Regions from separate parts of the Sus scrofa genome. Here region 2 is linked to region 1. A link is a contact called in public Hi-C data. All regions are on one chromosome and are shown on one strand. The core of a region is the stretch at or near the end of the contact, and the rest is flanking DNA. Distances in the headings are between cores, read along the strand shown.

Region 1 (3,650 bases), core at 533-3,032:
CAATTCTCTAAACAGTCAGCCTTTCTCCCCCTGTTGAAATTCAGTAACTCAGCTTGCAGCTCTGAGGGCCACTGCCTCTGGGGACAGCAGAGGGCCTCAGGGTGAGCAGACTTACGTCTGCGTGTGCAGGTTTGTGTGTCTCTGATTGCTGTGAGCATGTGTGGGCACATGTGCCTAGTCTCTGTGTCTCTGGCATGATAAATACTGCATTTCAGGGTGTTCGAGGCTTGCCTTTTCAGAAAGCATCTACTTGGGAACCCTGAGTTCCAGATCGCCTAGCTCCCACCCTGTTCCCTATGCCCTGGGCTCTGTGAGAGCCTGCACTGGATGGCAGCAGAGGCTGTCCGCAGCCCGGGCCAGCCCCCGCCTCTGGCCCACCTGTTCCTGTTCGAAGCTCTGTGGTGCAGTAGCCCTCGATCCACTGATAGCAGGGGAAGTGGGAAAGGGTGCCGTCTGGGGCAGTGACGCAGATGCGGCTGCAGTACCAGGAGTCCTTGGGGAAGAAAGCGTAGCGCTCCTTGTGGAGCCGCAGCAGCAAGAGTTCACCCAGCTCCTGAGAGCAGCGCACCTTGTACTTCTGCACCTGCAGGCCAAGGGAGCAAGCAGGTGAGAGGCAAGGACCTGCCAGGGTGATCCTTGCCCCCTTGAAAAGCGCATCTGCCCCTACACCTGTCTGACGTATAAGCCTCAGCCACCGATAACCCCTGTGGAGCCTTTGTATGAATTAGAAAGCGCGCCCTTCATCCAGGCAGAAGCGGCCACATGGCTGCCCCACCCCCACCCCCCAGCCCCATGGGAACAGAGGGGGACTCTGCCAGCCCTGCCTCCTTGGAGCCCCCACCTTGATCAGAACACCGGTAAACAGTCCTGGGGCCTGGCAGAGGCAGGTGGACCCCCTCCAGAGAAGAGGAAACCCAGGCTGAGAGAGCAAGCCCACCTTCAATTATTGGAGGAGGAACTAGGAAGCCAGTGGAATTCTCCAGAGCCCCTGCCCAGGGCTCCTGCGTCACAGCCCTGCCTGGGTAGGATTTAGGGTCCGCAGGAAAGACAGGGACCAGAATAGGGGTGGTGACGAGGTCTGTGAGATTTGAGGAGTCCTAGAGGGAAGACCCTCCCTCCTTCAGAGTCCCCTGCCAGCCCTGCCTCTGCAGCCCCTCCTCCCTCTCCCCTCTGTACTCACCGATCCAGCGGCGAAGTCCCTGCCCATGCGATCCAGCCGCTGCCTGGGGCTCTCACCGCATGTGCCCACCAGTGTGACGGAAATATTGTCCAGGGTGCCTGCCTTCAGGTAGGAACCAGTGGTCACACACACGCGGTACACAGCCATGATGGGAGAGAAGGAGGGGCGTCCCCCTGGCAGCCAGCCTGGAGGAGGTGAGCCACAGACCAGGCAGGGCTGGGCGGCTGGGCTGCTGAGCTGCTGTGTGAGGGCCTGGGGTGGGGATGCAGGACAGGATAGACCGTCGAGGAAAACCCAGCTCTCTCTGGGATGCTCTTGAGCTGGCTTTCTCTCTCCGGAAGCTCCAAGCTGCTATCCTTGCTCCCTCTCCCCGCCCAGTCTTGTGCCCTAATAGTTGTTTGCCTCTGGCACAGCCTGTTCCTCTGACTGGCAGGGCCGAGTTCATCGGTTGGTTGGATATCAGCTCCTATTGAGAAGGGAGGGACCAGATGCCGAGATGGAGACAAGGATTAGGTGATACCTTTATGATTGAGACACCACCCTCCTCCTGGTCAGGGGCGAACTGATTCCCTGCGGCCTTTGGCCACTCACTCCCAACTTCCCCAAGACCCTCTCCTGTCTCTCGGCCAGAGCTGGGCACAGGGCACTCACGTTCCTACTTGTGCATCATTCATGTGACTCACTATATGCAAGTGAGCCATAAACTACACGTAACTACAGCCATATGCACGTTCGTCGCACGCACATCCCTGCACACTGCATAGGGGTCAGAAATAACTGTCCTGTCACCTGCTAAATTCCTACCACCCCCAAGACCCTCTGTGTCTTCCGTCGCCAGATTGCAGTCTCTCCCTTGGAATAGGGCGGGTCAGAGAACCATGCAGCGTCCGAGGTCCCCGTGTGGCATTCTTTCCGCTCTGGGCCCGCCCTTGGCCTTGGGACAGTAGGCGGGTGCCCGGGAGCCTGGGGTACCTGGGATCTAGGTCATCTTAACTGGGGTGAAACTCTTCCTCGAGGGAAGCCCGTGGCCCGCAGCGGCCCCGCGCGGCCGGTACCAATACCGCACCTGACCAGCCTTAACGGCGCTCCAGCCCAGGGTCCTAAACTGTACCGAGGGAGTCTGATAAAGCGCAGTCACCGGCCACTGGCTTCGACGGCTTCTTCCAGGTGCGTTCTGGAACCTCCTGCGCGAAAGCAAGCAGTACGTCTCTGCTTCCTTAAGACGTCATAGTCATGCGGGGAAACTCTTATAACTGGTAGAAGAACTATAGGCGAGAGCCCGGATAGCTCAGTCGGTAGAGCATCAGACTTTTAATCTGAGGGTCCAGGGTTCAAGTCCCTGTTCGGGCGTAACTGTTTTTCTGTTTCTTCCGTTTTTCTTCCTCGCTGGTAGTTGATGTCATCTTTAGATTTATTTTGAATACAGCAAATATTTGTATTCCTTTGAACAGAATGAAAGAGTAAAGCAAATTTATAACTTGGATTTAAAAGGAAGTAGTATTAACTGCGTCAGGGCTTTATTCAAAAGGTGGAACGAATGACAGTGGGGAGAAAGTAGAGATGTTTTCAAGCAGGACATATGCAAGCCATACAGGCGAATGTTCTAGTAGCCACATTAAAAAGAGTACTAAGAAATAGGTTAATTTAATATTTTTGAAATTAATTTGAATAACATTTTATTTAACCCAGTATATCCTAAATCTTATGTTATCATGTAATCAGTATTTTTAAGTTATTAATGAAATTTTAGCCATTGTTTTTATACTGTCATCAGGTTACAGTGTGTATTTTATACTTATAGCACATTCAAATACATATTTCAGGTACTGGATAGCAGTAGCCACGCTATCCAATAACTGCTTTTGTTTTACCCTCTGTGAATGGCGAAGTAGGTAATCGTGCAGAATAGGAAATTCAGTTTTATATATATAGAGTCTTAGAAAGACGTTTTGAAAGGGGTTCCATGGTGTAATGGTTAGCACTCTGGACTCTGAATCCAGCGATCCGAGTTCAAATCTCGGTGGAACCTTAGGTTTTTTTTTTTCGGTCTTAATTTACTATCTATATATTCTATCATATTATTCATTAGTTACATATATGATGTTCTCTTATGTTCTAAGAGGATCTGGAAAGAAAAACTAGGATGTTATCGTTTGAGCTTTTCAGACTAGATAATTCGAGCTCCTAGCACATCGTCAGGGGAACATACAGTAAGTCAAATACATAGCGCGTTGCTTTGACAGTTAAGAGTGTTATAGGATGACTTGTTAAAGTGCAGATCGGGTATGAAGATAGGTTACTCTGCAAGTTTCCATCAGGGCTTGGTTTGGAGCTGGGATACAGACTTAGCCTCAGTCCAGGTTTGAGAGAGAGAAGACGGTGAGACCACTGTCAGGAGTTATCATAAAACTAAGGAATATCCCACAAGGAGTTTTGTGAATTCGAGAGTGCGGAGACTGTTGAGAAAAAC
Region 2 (3,650 bases), core at 839-3,338, 45 kb after region 1:
AGACTGTACACATCTGCTGGCCCGGTCCCAAAGAGCCAGGGCGGGGAAGTTGGAGGCCCAGGTTCTGCAAGAGAACACGCACCTTTGCTCCTTCCCTGAGGCCCCCTTCAAAGCCTGAATGTCTTGTTACCATGGCAGCAGAGAGAGGGAGGAGGGACAGGGAGGAGAATGGGTCAAGGATGAGGAAATCGAACTGGGACAGAGCAAGTGGCCCAGCCTGGGGCCTGGATCTTGGGGGAGGGATAAAAGAGAGGAATGAGGGACTGGGGCTGGTGCTCCAGCCCAGAAGAACCAGGAAGAGGAGAACAGGGAGGGAGTCACTAAAAGTTGCAAAAAAGCTTAAGAATGTGAGCATTGTCAGTCCCTAACCACAGCATTCACAGAAATCTTTCACCCATTCCTGTTACTGTCACCATACAGCCATATTTTTTAGCTAAAAAAAATTTTTTTTAAATATGACCCAGGCATTTTGCTGAGTACTTTACATACATTAACTTATTTAATCTTCAGAACAAGCCTGTGAGATAGATATCATTATCCCCATTGCACAAAGACCGACTAAGGCTCAGAAGTTACTAAACTTGCCTAAGTTGCTTCATAATATGTTCTCTGACTCTTAACAAATGGGGCCCAGGATTCGAATCTGAACTCTGTTAATGGCTTGTCGTTCTGGCTTCTTACCCTTCAAGAACCTGTGAGGTGTTACCACCTCTGGGGGACCTGGGCCTCTCAAATACCCAGCCCATTCTGAGTTTGGTGCCTGAAACACAGATGCCATCCCCCCCGCCCCAACAGTCAGTCTGCACTCTCTACACACTTCAAATCGCATTGTCCCAGTTTTCATATTCTCACAAAGTCCTTGAGATCACCCTGGCAGCCACTAGCCCCAGTGATCTGCTAGGAACCCCACTTCCTGACTCCTCCACCTCATCACAGGTCACTTTACCACAGGCCTGGTTACTTGTACAGACAGATACCAGAGCACCCAGTTCCTGCCTCCTCCCCTCCAAGGACTCAGGAAGACACACGTGCATCCAATCTGCACAAATCCATCCTCCCTCTTGAGATCCAATAGTTCCTACCCCACGCTCACTCCCAAGGATGGCTCCGAGGCCCAACCCCTTCTTTTTACACATGAGAGAGACATCCAGAGCCACAGCCAAGATGTGACTGGCTCAGGGTCACATAAATCATCACACCACCCTTTTTCAAGTCACCTTGTCAATCCCTTGGTACCCACCCACCTGCCCTACCAGGGCCTCTCTCTAGCTTCACAACTCCTGCTTTTTTTTTTTTTTTCCTTTTTACTGCTGGCCGCAAATGAGGCATGAGTTCCCCGGCCAGAGGTTCAATCGGAGCTGCAGCTGGAGCAACCGGCACAGCCACGGGCAACAAGGAATCCGAGCTGCATCTGCGACCTACGCTGCAGCTGATGATCCTTAACCCACTGAGTGAGGCCAAGGGATAGAACCTGCATCCTCACAGAAACGGCGTCCTTAACCGAAGAAGCAACAACGACGAGAACTTCTCCCTCCACCGCCCTGGCCTCTTTCAAGTGCTTAAGGCACCTACCCGAGCAACAGTCACGCACTGGAACGTCCCCCACTGGTTCTAAAGGGTCCGGTACCTCCTGGGAGCAGAGGTCTCAGCTCCCTCAGGCTGCCGAACGCTTCCGAACCCCTCCCCGCGGCAGTCAGGGATCCAGGCACCTTGGAATAGCGAGGGATCTTAAATCAGTGATTCCTGCTCCCTTCTCTCTAGAACTGAGTTCGCGGCCCCTATTCCCTGCAACCACTAGAGCTCCCACCGCGGCGATCACATATCCACACATTCTCCTTCACGGTACTGCATTAACATTCCTCCTTACGCCACGCGGGAAAAACCTATACCAATCGCCGCCGCTCCCCGCTCCCCACCCCACCACGCCGGAGCACTCACCGCTCGGCTCTCACGCGCGGTACAGTTTCTTCCCAACTAGGATCTCGGAGACTTGGACTCGCTCCTTCAGCCTCGCCCGCCGACCAGGACGCCACGCCCCTCAAGCTTATTGGCCTAAGGGCGCCGACCCATGCCCCGCGCCGCGTGCGGGGCCCCCCCCGCCTCCGCCCAGCTACCATTGGCACCGCCCGCCGCCGTCACCTTCTCATTGGTCAGTTTGCCTACCAAGCGACAGATCCACGTGCGGGAGGGGCCGCCCTAGCGCGTTGATTGGAGGTCTGAGGAAAGACACGCCCCCACTCACATCCGAAATTCTTATTGGCTGTGACTCCACCCCCGGCCTGCCTAGATTGGTGACGCAAACGTCAGTCCAGCCCTCCCAATTTTCTCATAGGCTGAGACATTCCGGAGCTGTAGAGGACACGTGCAGGCGGTCTCACGCGGCAAGTTGTTTACCTAGAAGCTGGGGATTTTCCTTGACGACACTCTTACCCTAGACTGCCGAGTCTGCGCAGGCGCAGATGTGAGCGCCCGTAACTTTGTGGGGGGCGCTTTGAGAGCCGTCCCGTGCGTGACAAGAGCGCCCCCGCGCTGGGACTCTGGACCTGAAACTCCCAGTAGCTGGAAGGTGTGAGCATTAGGTGAAGCGGTCTTCAGGTCTCCGTACCGCGTGACGATGATGACAAAAAGATGATAGCCACCTCCCAGATTATTTTCTGTGGCCAGGCCACGCGCTTCTTATAAAGCCGGAAGAGGCGGCGGCTCACTTCCCACCGCCTCACTAATGATACTGAGATTCAGAGAGGTTACATAATCTGTCCGGAAGAACAAGCTAGTCTCTAATGGGATCATGATTTGAACCCAGATCTCCCACATAAAGAAGGCGGGTCCAAGAGCCTGCGGGAATCCTAAGCCTGTAAAGAACTCAGTAGATGAAGGGTAAAAAGGCTCTTAGTACCTGTCCTGAAAATAGTAAGCCCTCAACAAATGGTGAACATTATGATAATGACTGTATACCTAATTATAAGAATCACTTGGTCCCTTACAACTGCTGACTCAATCTCCGGGGAAGGGGCCTGAAAATCTATTTTAAAAAGCATTCCTGGTAGTTCTCATGAGCCGACAAGTTTAGGAAACATTATCGAGATTTCCTATGCGGAACCCTCATGTTGCCGCCCAGAAAAATGGGCCCTCCGGAGCTCACCTAGCACTCCCACCTACTGTTGAAGTGCCCGGGGTCAGAGATGCAAGGGTACCACATCGGCTGCATTTGTTGCTGGAGATTAAGAGTTCAGTGTGGGGGTCCAGAGTCACCAGTCTGACTGCACACAGGGCAGGGGTGGCAAGCCCTGCAGCCGACTCCACACCACACTCACCTCTGTCTCCCTGAGCCGTTTTGTTCAATTAGTATTTATTAACCCTTCTGGATGTTAGCACTGTTCTAGGCACAAAGGGGAAGAGATGTTTCCCAGTTGTCCACCTATTTCAGGTCTAGGAGTAAATGACCACAGGAGCAACTGCGTAACACCTGAGAGTTAAGTCAAGGAGTAGAAAGGGATCCAAGAAACAGCAAAATGCCCTCAGAAAAGGAATGGGGGGAAAGCTGAGAAGCCCAGACCGCAGGGTTCACCAGGCTGAGGCCCTGGGCTCATGAACACATTATCGATTCCTGGTGCCCCCTTGTGGCCACTTTTGGGATCACACTTTGCCCT

The links. A called contact is a pair of places that touch in the nucleus more often than the background predicts.
Region 2: a contact with region 1 is called in a Hi-C map of embryonic fibroblasts, with 3 times the contacts expected there. The contact joins the promoter of PER1 here to the promoter of ALOXE3 in region 1. A contact is called at or near these places in 10 of 47 Hi-C or Micro-C datasets (adipocytes, alveolar macrophages, embryonic fibroblasts and 6 more) and 2 of 2 datasets of contacts at active chromatin or transcription factors (alveolar macrophages and skeletal muscle).

What each region holds. Positions count from the first base shown.
Region 1 is chr12:53,329,998-53,333,647 of Sscrofa11.1, forward strand. It overlaps ALOXE3 (hydroperoxide isomerase ALOXE3), which reads right to left and starts at 1,783. Exons shown (of 16, transcript XM_021067857.1): 1 at 1,181-1,783; 2 at 379-583. The coding sequence starts at 1,327. TRNAK-UUU (a tRNA gene) reads left to right here and starts at 2,458; the gene lies at 2,458-2,530. It overlaps TRNAQ-CUG (a tRNA gene), which reads left to right and starts at 3,138; the gene lies at 3,138-3,209.
Region 2 is chr12:53,374,635-53,378,284 of Sscrofa11.1, forward strand. PER1 (period circadian protein homolog 1) reads right to left here and starts at 2,089. Exons shown (of 24, transcript XM_005657042.3): 1 at 1,939-2,089; 2 at 1,573-1,709.